Regions from separate parts of the Zea mays genome. Here regions 2 and 3 are each linked to region 1. A link is a contact called in public Hi-C data. All regions are on one chromosome and are shown on one strand. The core of a region is the stretch at or near the end of the contact, and the rest is flanking DNA. Distances in the headings are between cores, read along the strand shown.

Region 1 (3,939 bases), core at 64-2,563:
TATTAAAAGTTATGCTCAACTTTAACCATTATTTGTTGATCAGTCTTACACTTCACATGACCCCACTTTTGGTGAGCTCATGCACATTATTCCCCACACTTGTTGAGCGATGAACTTTTGTGAGCTCATCCTTGCGATATATAAACCCCATATGTGAAGAGCAGGTGGCCCAGGAGGAGGACTATTATGAGGAGTTTGATGAGGTCTAGGTGGCGTCTTCCAGTCAGCTTAATGGCACCAAGGAATTGATATTAGTTTGCTTTATTTTTTAACATTTATTTTTGTAAGACACTTCCACTATGTAATAAAGTTTGTGACATTTATCTCTATAAACTTGGTCATTATATGTGTTATTCTTCTTTGGCGCACATATGAGATGCAACCGGGTTTTCCCCTTAAATCCGGGTGCGACATAGAGCAATAGCAGATACTACCCAAAAAGTTCAGTGGTGATCAAGGTGTAAAGTAGACCAAACTAGGGTAACCTATTGGGTCCCATAAAAATTAATCCTGAGCATGCCATAGTAATTAACTATAATATTATTGGGTAAAGAAAAGTGATCAAGGGCACAACTTGCCTTCAACAAGCTTCTACTCAGTATTTTCCACCTGCTGAGTACTGGGCTCCTCAGCTACTTGCTTGTCTACTCACAACAAGAAAAACAAACATGGTATAGGAGAAATTAACATCACAACAAACATTATCACAAACTACAGAATAATGATCTATGCGTTGCTACGAGATCATAGGTTCGAGAACCACTAAAATCGGAGATACGGTTAAAGAGTTATGATTTTCTAAAGGTTTAAGTGTTAGACATAAAACAAATTAAGTGCATAATTTTAACCATATGTTTCATAATAAAATAAGGTTACTAGATGATAAACAATATTAATATGAGTTTAATGCAACTGGAATGCATCCAAAAGGAGTTAAAATGAATTAATTATGAATTTAACAAGATTATGGAATTATTTCTATACATGAAACCATTTTCTATAATAATTTACATGATTTATTTAATCCCTGGGCTGCAGGTCCTAATTACCAGAAGCTCAAGGTTAGATTCATAAATTCCAGGACTTAAATGTATTTCCTTATAGTTATCACCGGACGGTGGGTTGATAAGTCAAAAATGTAGGGCTCTTATGAAAACCCGCTAGGCTGAACAGGTATCTTTGTATCCCAACTGTTGGATCGATGATCTGCGGCCCAGATCAGGTTGCACGATCAGCGAACCGGTATGACATATCTGCCATCTGATTGGAGATCGGTGGATGCGATTTTTAACTAAACGGAGCCCAACCCCAATCGCATATCACCCGATCGACGCCTCAGATTTAACTGCGCGAAGGGGTATTGAGACGTCTAATCTCCACCTCCCAAACTAGGATGGACGACCGAGAGATCATCTCCTCCCTCCCGGTGGCGAAGCACGGCCGCGCACACCCAACTGCGGCAGCGCCTCACCGGTGTTGAGTCGATTTGGCCCCCAGGCCCTCCCGGATTCCTCTAATGACCTGGAATTGAAGAGGAGGGTAATGCGGATTCATCTAGGAATTTTCTTATTGCCGACGGTGGTGTGACGCGTTCTACCCACGGGGAGGGAAAAATCCGCCGAGCCCAACGACCACCGATAAGAAATTCCTCTAGTCTCGATGACTCTACGCTCAATTACCCTCCTGAGCACGGTACCCGGCTGCTGGTGAACCTCCACGAGCAATCCTTAGGCCACCGGCGGCTTTGGACGCAAGACACGGATGCGACAGCATGAATCTCCCCTCTCGGCTCACAGCGATGGGAATATGACGGTGCGGGCGAGACCCTGGGGAGGCTTTTATCTTCCAAGCAGATGAGTCGGTTGGAGAGCCGTTGAGCCAGCTGGAGCCCGGGGTCATCGCGCGCTAGTTATGGCAACGTCCACCCCGCGCGCGAAGGTGAAGGGGCTGTTGTGCGGCTGAGTCGTTGGGGCCGCCTTCCAGCAAGAGGCGTGAGTCGGGCGCACATGGAGAGAAGTAGTGGGGCTCGGGTGTCGGTGCCTTCCAGCAAGAACATACAGCTTCGTCTGCTTGATCACGAGTGCAGACTTTAAAATGTGATAGTGGTGAATAAAATGTACACTAAATTTTAATCGTCTTTATCTATCGCAATTTTAATATCGTGTCTGTCTCCATCTGTTTAAATTGTCCTAAATTATTTTACAAAAATTCAGACTTTAGTAATCTTTCGAAACATTGAATCCAATATCGTTTGAGTTGAGCCATCGACGTCTTGCCCAAACTCTAATTCTTTAAATCGGATCTGGTTCCTAATCTGTGTATCAAATTCTTTCAAACTGTCGAATCATGTTGTGATGATAATATAAGAGTTATATAGGACTTTCTAAGCTTTCGAGAAAGTCCTAGTTTACTATTTTTAGATGCATATTTTATGAGTTATGAATAAAACAATTAACCGCTGTGCTGCTGTCTAAAAATTCTGCAAGTATTAAATTGTTGGTTTGAAGTTATTATTGTTTGGCTAAGTAAGTTTAGCTAATTCTTAATTGGTGAAGTGATGCTTTGTTTTAGTAATTATCATGTTCTATGGTTGTTGATTGAGTAAATATCATAAATGGAGATTGGTCGCTTAAGTTAATCATCTTGAATAAATGTTCCTCATTATCCTTATTAGTTGGAAGCAAATAGCATCAATAGGTTTATTCTAGTTGTAACCCGAGAGCTATATAGTGGGAAGTGCATTTAGGCGCTTAAAGTCTTTTGCTTCTAGGTTATAGTCAAATGAGATTATGTAATATTTGATGATGCTCTACTTGCTAGGACAAATAGTGTGATGTGTTATTTAGCTCGTGCGCTATGCTAGTTAATCCGATGAAATAGTTTAAAAAGTTAGTTAAAGTATTTCTATTCAAATTCGAAGCTGTAGATGCCCAAGGCTAATAAGTTTAAATTATGGTAATCGTTTGGTGTATGTTCTAGTTAAAGAGGATCCATACATGGTTCACGATTGTTTGGTGTTTAAGTTAGGTTTGATTGATTAGAAGATCATGCTTGTTGTGTGAGTTAATGTATCTAGTGATTACTTATGCTTGCTTGTAATGCTTTGCTAGACAATTTTTAATCCTATACCATGTAACTTCATATAATTTTGTACTAGTTCTCATGTTCATACATGTGCATTGTACATCTAATTAGGTACGCTAGCTGAAAATCGTGCGAAGCAAAGGGTGTGGATCAAAACAACCCACAAGACGATGTCGGCCAATGAGCCTGAAGATGGATGGACTAAGCGGGTGTCAAAACGAAAGTTGATCGTCAAGTGGCCGTCATCTAACAACACTGACTTAGTGTTTATCCCAGGCAAGCCCCGGTGCATTTGCCATCTCCTTGCGGTTTTAAAATTTTTATCACTTATATGCTGCATTAGGTGATAGGAGTTGATTGATGAAACACTTGATGCATTACCATTCCTTGGAATTCGATTACTATTCCTTGATACCTGTTTTATAAAGAGAACTAATGAGGCTTAGCCCTGTTTAGAAAAACTAAAAGTTGTTTCTTTTAAAAAGAATGATGTGGAACACTGTTATGGGCTTTTTGTTTCAAAAATCAAAGCAAACTTATGGTGATGATTCCCCTTCGGCTGGAGTGGGTTCATCATTCGGAAAAGAGTACCCCTGCCGGGTACCAAAAATGGGAAAATGGTTGGAATAAATCTAGACCAGACGCTGAGCAGGAAAGGTCGCCCGTCTGTGTCGATTAAGGACCGTTCTGATTGTTGTCCTACTGATCTAGGACCCTTTAACTGGCCTAATGCCTCATCATGGGTAAGCTTAGCCTCGGTCGGACCAATACCAGAACAGCTCGCATGCACTGGGAGTGGAGAGATGGCGAGAGTAACGTGTGCCCACCTGGCAAGTGGCTGGATGGTGGGGTACT
Region 2 (3,870 bases), core at 768-3,267, 150 kb after region 1:
ATCCCATTTCACCCTCATGGTTGCACTGTTATCCCAGGTGGTCTCTCAACGAACAGGTCCTTACGGAGAGGCACTCGAGAAACAGCCCGAGCCCCCTAAAGTATCACAATATCCTCATCAGGATAACATCATCGTATCATAAATATTCACAGCATGTTCATTGATTATAGTAAAGCAATAGCATGAAGCTAACCATAATAACCCAAAAGGTAATCAAGGACGAGGTAAATACAAAACTAGTCCATCCTTAGGTTTCAATTAAGTAGTGCGGGACAGTGAATTATAAATAGATAGGACATAATGGGTCAGAGGACACTTGCCTTCACCAAACAGATGCTCAGGGTCTTCAACTTTGTAGAACTCGAAGAGCTAGACCACTTGGTCACCAAAGCTTGACCTTCAATCCCTTGATGCTCGGAAATGAATCGCAATCTATTCGCGACGCATATCGAACACAAATAGGCACAAACAAACAAACACATATACATATACATGAGAACATTACACCATTTAGATAAAAACATAATAAAACATGCAAAACGAAATAGAGCGCGTTACTACGGTCACGCGAGGAAAAAGAAACGTCGAACTCGAAGCTACGGTCAAGAAGATATCGCGTTCACTCTAAACATATATTAACTATAACATTTGATTCGACATTATCAAATATAAATAATATCTACCATTTAGTTTCGATTAATTTGCTACACTAACAACTGTCAAATAAATAATTAATATAATTAGCATGAGAGATTCTAAGCAAGGAGAAATTACGACGCGCGAAACAACATGACATCGTGCAAACGACGCGCGGATAGCACGCTGACGACACACGAAACAGCGCGCGCGACCAGCGCGAATGAGCACGCCACCACGTGCGGAACAGCACGCGCGATAGGTAAGAAAACTAGATAGGTGACACGTTTATACTAAACAAATGTTAAATGAATAGAAAGTAGTTAAGTTAATATTTGCCATGTTAATATTTATTATAAAAGCTCAAGTGGAACACTACACATTTAATCTAGTTCGAATATTAATCTAATAAATATTAATCGAGCGAACCTAAAGTTAATTATCTAAAATATATGACCTGACAAATTTACATTATTAACATGAGTGTTTATAAGACAAAACAATTTATTATCACGCGCAGACGCCGCGCAACCCACGTGATCGACACACGAGGTACGTGCTAACGACGCGCGGCAACGCAAGCGACACGTGTAAATGGCACACGCGACGCACGCAAACGATGTGTGGCAATGCGTGTGAACCGCACACGCTAATGACACGTGACGACGCGCATGAGGCAGCACGCACGACACGCACGACCACACACGAAGATGCGCGACGAAGTGGGCGAACAATACGTGCGCAAGACAACACACGAATTGCTCGCAAATTAAAACGATAACTTAGTTTCAATTGAATCGCTATTTTAATTACCATCAGACAACCTAATAATAATTAAATATAATTAACTATAAAATGTGTTACGGTAAAACTATATTTTAACGTGTACACGACATTATTACAAAACTAACGCCACTGAAACAGATCGAAACGAGTAATTAACGCAAGAAATATGGATTAATTACTAAATCATGGATTATCGACATGTCACAGACTGATCGGCTGAAACTTAGTCACACGGATGACCATACAGGGCTCAGACGCAGAAGGTCCACGAGATCCGGTGTGGGCTTTATAAAACAAAATGCCATCTCGTGGCTAGATGGAGACACGTGACCATGATTGGGGAGACAATTTCTCTGGGTTGTTCTCGGTTGCATGCATGTATATAGATGGGCCCAGTAGTAGTTTTATTTTCTTCAACCTGCATGTGCTTAACGGTTGCTCAGATGTGGGATGCAAGGAGGTTGTGCGAGTGCGTATGTGGCTAGCGCCATCCACTTGCAGTCAATGGACGAAGCGCGTTTTTCTTTCTTCTCTATTGAACGCAAAATCGGATCGAGCGTGGGGGTGTTACATGCTGCATGCGGGTGGGCCCCACACGGTAGTTCTTCTCTCCATCTTTCTTCTTCCCGCATCAGCACGAACGGCGCAAGCAGGCACAGGATGTGAGGCGAACTTGCCGTCGTCGGTTAGGGCGGCGCGCGGCTCGCCGGAGCCGAGGCCGGGGCACACGCAGCATGCTCGCGCTGGCGCCGGACGACGCAGCAGGTGCATGGCTCGGCCCATGGGGCGAGGTCGAGGCTGGAGCTGGAGAGCCATGGTAGCGGACATGGTCAGCACAGGGTCGGGGCTGGGCGAGCCGTGCTGGTGGATGGGCCCTGGCCACACCTAGCGTGTGCAGCAGAGGGGAAGGGCTAGAGCATCGCCGACGGGCCTCGGCTAGGGAATGCTCGCGCGCAGGGGGTTCGCCCAAGTGCCATGGCGTGCAAATGAAGAAGGCCAGAGAAGAAGGGGTTAGGGAGACCAGAGTACTGACCCTGGTAACGCCGGACGTCGCGAACGGGGATGTCGACGAGGCTCAACGGCGAGCTCCGAACGCGCACAGTCGAGGCTCCAGGAAGGGGATGCTGGGCACGGCGTCGAGGCCTCCGGTCACGAGGCAAGGCGTTGCGATGGTTTTGGCGTGGGAAAAGAGAGAGGAGGGTGGATGGCGGTTTTGGCAAGGCAAGAGGCGACGTGAGTGGCGGCTGGGCGTAGGACGTGCGGGAGCGACGGTTGGGAGAAGATGAAACAGGGTCGCATGGGCCCCACCGATCAGCTGTAGCGCGCGACCATGCCCTAGGGCGGCTGTGGCGACTGGGCCGCGGACGCGCAGGCGGGCCACGCGGGGAGCGGCGCGGTGCGGGCTGGGAGCTGGGCCGCGCTGGAAGCTAGGCCGCAGGGAGGATTGGGAAGCGCGGGTTTTATTTTCATTATTTCTTGCTCTTGTTTTCTATCTTCTATTTATGCTATTTTCTTTTGAATTCAACTTCAAAACACAAATTTGCGGATTACGTGAATGCACAACTAGAATAAATCAACATACAAAAAGAAAAGATGACCCAGCGTGTCGTGCAACAATCATGACCCTTTTGGGTTTTATTTTACTCGGCTTACAATTATATAAAACAAAATAACTCTTCACTATTTAGGTAAAAGAATAGAAAAGCAAGGAAAAGAGAGGGTAACAACTGAATTTGGTGAGTATTAGGAAAAGAAATTTTATACCCTCAAATTCAGGGTGTTACAAATCTAACCCCCTTAATAGAATCTCGCCCTCGAGATTCAAGGAGAGGCTAACAAGAAAATGAGATTGGTTCATTGGTTGTTTACGACTTGCTTGAGTTGACTTTGACTCTGCAAGCTTAACTTATGGACCGGTTGCTTTGACCTTTAGATGTTCACGACCCCATGATGCAATTCTTGAGGATCTCTTGGACCTGTGGGTTAGGACCCACACACGCTTTCGTTGCGCCGCTCTGATCTTGTTGGTTGATGTTGATCGCATTGTCTTCATTGGGGTTAGCGGCTAACCCCCTTAACAGGAGCGTTGATACACACTTGGTGAAGGTGATACCGACTCTGATCTTGACTGATTAAAAGAGGTTGTAGAATGCCAATCGGACAGGTGCAAGAGGAAAAAGTATAGATAGAAAAGGGTAAGCATAGACAGATTGAAGAGAGAAAGGGGAGATCACCCAGCTACCTAACTCTATGGCACTCAGCTACTAAACTGATGTCATTGCGGACCGAGGGCCACAACGCATCAACACTCATCACAAAGAAGCAAATCAATCATCACACAAAGACAAACAACACAAGGATACGACAACAAACATCTCGTTGCTATACGTTACTTTTAATTAAATTGCGGTCTTTCCTTACCAAGGGGAAACCATTCTAAGGCCATCG
Region 3 (3,742 bases), core at 672-3,171, 230 kb before region 1:
AATTGATCAGCCTGATTAATGTTGAGGTCTATGTTTAGGTTGTGTGAAGGCAATGAACTAGTGCCTTCATGTCTCCTCCTCTCTATACTTAACGGGGCACCAATAGACCGAGAAGAGGCAAGATGTTCTCTTTTTGCCTGGAAAAAGTTGTCATGATCAACTAAGCACTCCATTGAGCTAGATCCAGCTGGTTCCCACAAGCTCAAGCTTGTATTTTGCTGACCAATCAGGCTTCCACTTGGCATTCCCACCTCATGACTATTGAGCAAATAGTGTGGGTAGTCCTCATGCTCTAATGCATTTGGGAGTAAAATCTGTTCATCCACGTTAGAGTTGTTGGGAAGTAAATTCTGCTGATCCATGACAGGGTTGCTAGAACTAGAACCAAGCTGGCAAGTCTCTGAAGAAGACAGCATGGTGATCCTATTATGTTGCATCAAAGATTTAGTGTACCCTTGGCAGCCAATTGATTTCAATAAAAACAAGTCATGACCCAAAAATAGCAATGATTTACAACACCAAGTGTGTCAACCTGGCAAATACAACAAAAGCAACCTGGCAAATACGACAAAAGCAACCTGGCAAATACGACAAAAGAATAATTTTGGTAATTAGAAAAGAATCAGCATCGCAATTCACCATTTATCAAAATAAGCAAATGCAAACTAAAGTAAATTATGTCTGAACTGAACAGCTGCATCATTGGGAATCCTTAATAAAACATAAAGATGGAATATTAAGAAAACAGTCACAGTACACGTAATCAGAGTTACATTTGCAGTTTATACTCAAACAAAAATAATGTGGTGGTTGTTAAAGAAATAATGTAGGCAGCCAATGATATACATACCTCACGTACAACAACAATAAGTTATTAGACAACTGGTGGGAACCGCTGGAAACTAGAAACTGCAGCGGCGAACTGAAGAAAACTAGAAACTGCTTCCGTATATTCTGGCAAAAAAACATAACAAGTCAAATACCTTTGTTCGGAAACAACATAAAGAGAGAATATCACTATATCAGAACCTAACATCACAGCATAAGCATATGATTACCAAAAGAATAGGGTTACCAGCTTTAACACCAAACAGTGGGTTCTGCACGAACGTACAAATCATTTGATAAGTATCTAACCCTATTGTAGAGAGATGCACTCTCAAACAGGCTGTTCACTGATGACAAGCCAATGACTATTCATTACAGGTTGTTCACTGATGACAAGCCAATGACTATTCGTTTCGTGGTGGTCTCATCATTTGCACCAAATATAAACGAACCATGGTAGTGCTACAGAATTCCAATCCATGGAAGTACTCCATCTTTGCACATCCATCTCACAGTAAAACTCTCATTTCTACTCCATTCCTTCTAGGATAAGTGATGTTTTCACCACGAAACCGTAACCCTAACCATAAATGTTCAAATCGACGAAATTCCCATCCAATAGTCCAGGAGTTCCGCAGAAAAAAAAACACCACAAGGATCCGCCCCCAAAATATTCCGCGGATCTCAGCTCCCACGAGACCACGCCCCAGCCCAGCCCCATCAATCCACATCCCCCGGACCCCTGGCCCACAAGCTCAACCCTATCCACCTACCAACCGACCTACCCGACGCCAGGCAACAGGAAGAAAAGGCCAGGAGGAAGAACGAGAGAAACGTACGAAGCAGCGCCGCCCGGGCTTCGGTCGGCGTCCCCCACGAGCAGTCGGCCCCGATCGGCGTCGATCGGGGGCGACGAAGGGAGGGGGAACCCGGCGCCGCTTGCTGCTTTCTCCCTTCTGACCGCGTCCGGGCGTGCTCGAATGTATCGAGGAGGAGAGAAGGAGGTGTAGACGAGGAAGAAAATGAGAGAGGGGTTGCGGCGTTTTTCTGGGAGGGGCGGGTGGCTGGTGGAAAGGAAGGAAAGTGAGCGACGTAGCGGAACCCACGAGAAAAAGAAAGAGAGAGATAATCGCCGCGGGCGGGGCCCTGACCGTTGGATGGCCCCATCGACGGGTGTGGCTGCCTAGATGGAGGAGTGTGATCCGGTGTGCATCCTCGGATCCACCCAGCTCTGCTGTCCTCTCTCAAGCCGTGATTTAAAACTGCCCGTCATAAAGGTTTGTGGGATCTTCTTTAGGTGCTAGCAATTTATTAGGGTATGTTTGGATCCATAGTCAAGTTTATTGGTCACTCTGATTTATGAAAGACATCAGAACAAGTCAACGTAATTGAGAATAAGGAACCTTCTTCCCCTCAATTTATCTTCAGCTTCGAACATAAACTAATGAGGTGAAGGTTCTTAAGATTAAAACTTTAATGGAATTAAAAAACACATGAGCATACTCAAGAGAAATCTTGGTTATTGTGTTATTCGTATTATCTTATTCTTATTATAAGTGAATATAATTATACCTTCAAAGATATAAGCACTAACATGTGGGTAAAGGCAAACTCATCTTCAGAGACGGAGTTAACATGTGGGTAAAGGCAAACTCATCTTCGGAGCCGGAGCTGATCGGTGCGACGTAAAATAAGGCCCCTCTGCATAAGTATTGTTCACCTGTTTATAGGGACGCTCGGTATACAACTTTGTATGAAATTACAACCATAGCCTTTAACTATATACATATAGCTACGGAAACTACTGAGGACAGCAGACGTACTGCCCTTCTTCATTATCGAGTAAGCGGTTCCAGCTTCGACGACAAGCTTTGGTATAGCGCCTGAACCAAAGCTTCTTCCACTTCTTTTTTACATGTGTTGACATACTTCAGCAAACACGGGCTAGTTACTCTTAAAACATTTTAGAACTATTAGTTTTAAGAACCTTCGACAACGGCATTCCCCCAACACTATAGTTTTAGCTAAACTTTAGCACTTAGGCTATCCGCAACCGTTACCCCTAAATTTTTCCCCCTATATCACTTTTTCCCCCTATTTTTCTCTCTATTTTTTCATCTCCCGCAGCGGTTCCCCCTAAATACTCTCCCTATACCCCACTACAACTATAAAATATCATTTTCTATATCTACTATCAATTTTTTATCCACTAACAATTACTCGTGGACCCACAGCACAGTGTCGTAGGGGGTGAACAGTGAAACGCTAGATTGAGGGTGAGAGAGAAGAGGGCCGGCTCAAAGAGTGGCTTGTATGGGGCAGCGTTGCGCGGTCAAGGGAGAGAGCTGCAGCCGCTACGAAGGGGAGGGGGCTGCTCAGCGCTCTCCGTTGCAGACAGCCTTAGAGATCAAAACATGAGTGCTAAAAGATGCTAAAAGTGAAGTGTTAAACTTTAGCATTCAATAGCAGTTTAGCTCCTCAAGGTGTGCTAAACTTTAGCACCTTGCTAATATTTAGCACATATGTTGGGGGCCCTCACTGTCGAAGCTCTTCAAAACACTAAGACATCAATGGTTTTCAAGTCTATTTTAGATTTTTCAAAGCAGTAAAAGAAGTTGAGCTTTGTTTAGAGCCTTCGTTTGAGTGGTGTACACGTAAAGCCGAAGCTAGGAAGCTTCGGCCCAATGATCTGAGCGTGCAAGAGCAAGTAAACGAGAGAGAAAGCCTAAAGACCTTATCAGCACGTCTACAAAGGAAAAGACGATAGTACCCTTACAGGATCATATGTGTTGGTGTTTGTAACCGACCGCGCACCACAAGGTTACCCACGTGATGCTTTTGGGTAGGGAGGTGTCGTTGACTGTGACTCGATGGTACGTGCAGGAGCACGTCATACTTGTACAAGGATTTATAA

The links. A called contact is a pair of places that touch in the nucleus more often than the background predicts.
Region 2: a Hi-C map of bundle sheath shows a contact between it and region 1, with 3 times the contacts expected there. The contact joins two enhancer-like sites. A contact is called at or near these places in 4 of 25 Hi-C or Micro-C datasets (bundle sheath, ear, endosperm and 1 more).
Region 3: a contact with region 1 is called in a Hi-C map of ear, with 1.8 times the contacts expected there. The contact joins the promoter of LOC100280669 here to the enhancer-like site in region 1. A contact is called at or near these places in 3 of 25 Hi-C or Micro-C datasets (ear, leaf mesophyll and tassel).

Annotation. Positions count from the first base shown.
Region 1 is chr2:101,449,170-101,453,108 of Zm-B73-REFERENCE-NAM-5.0, reverse strand. No RefSeq gene overlaps it. Among protein-coding and RNA genes, the nearest start is that of LOC109944242, 160 kb to the right of the region's middle. Within about 2 kb of position 1,313, at least 16 of the 20 cell types and tissues checked have an H3K27ac peak or open chromatin away from gene starts, as enhancers often do. A contact at or near this core is called in bundle sheath, ear, leaf and 2 more, where this site is marked.
Region 2 is chr2:101,302,213-101,306,082 of Zm-B73-REFERENCE-NAM-5.0, reverse strand. No RefSeq gene overlaps it. Among protein-coding and RNA genes, the nearest start is that of LOC109944242, 15 kb to the right of the region's middle. Within about 2 kb of position 2,017, at least 18 of the 20 cell types and tissues checked have an H3K27ac peak or open chromatin away from gene starts, as enhancers often do. A contact at or near this core is called in bundle sheath, ear and leaf, where this site is marked.
Region 3 is chr2:101,681,492-101,685,233 of Zm-B73-REFERENCE-NAM-5.0, reverse strand. It overlaps LOC100280669, which reads right to left and starts at 1,921. Exons shown (of 7, transcript NM_001408112.1): 1 at 1,668-1,921; 2 at 851-954; 3 at 1-423. The coding sequence starts at 416.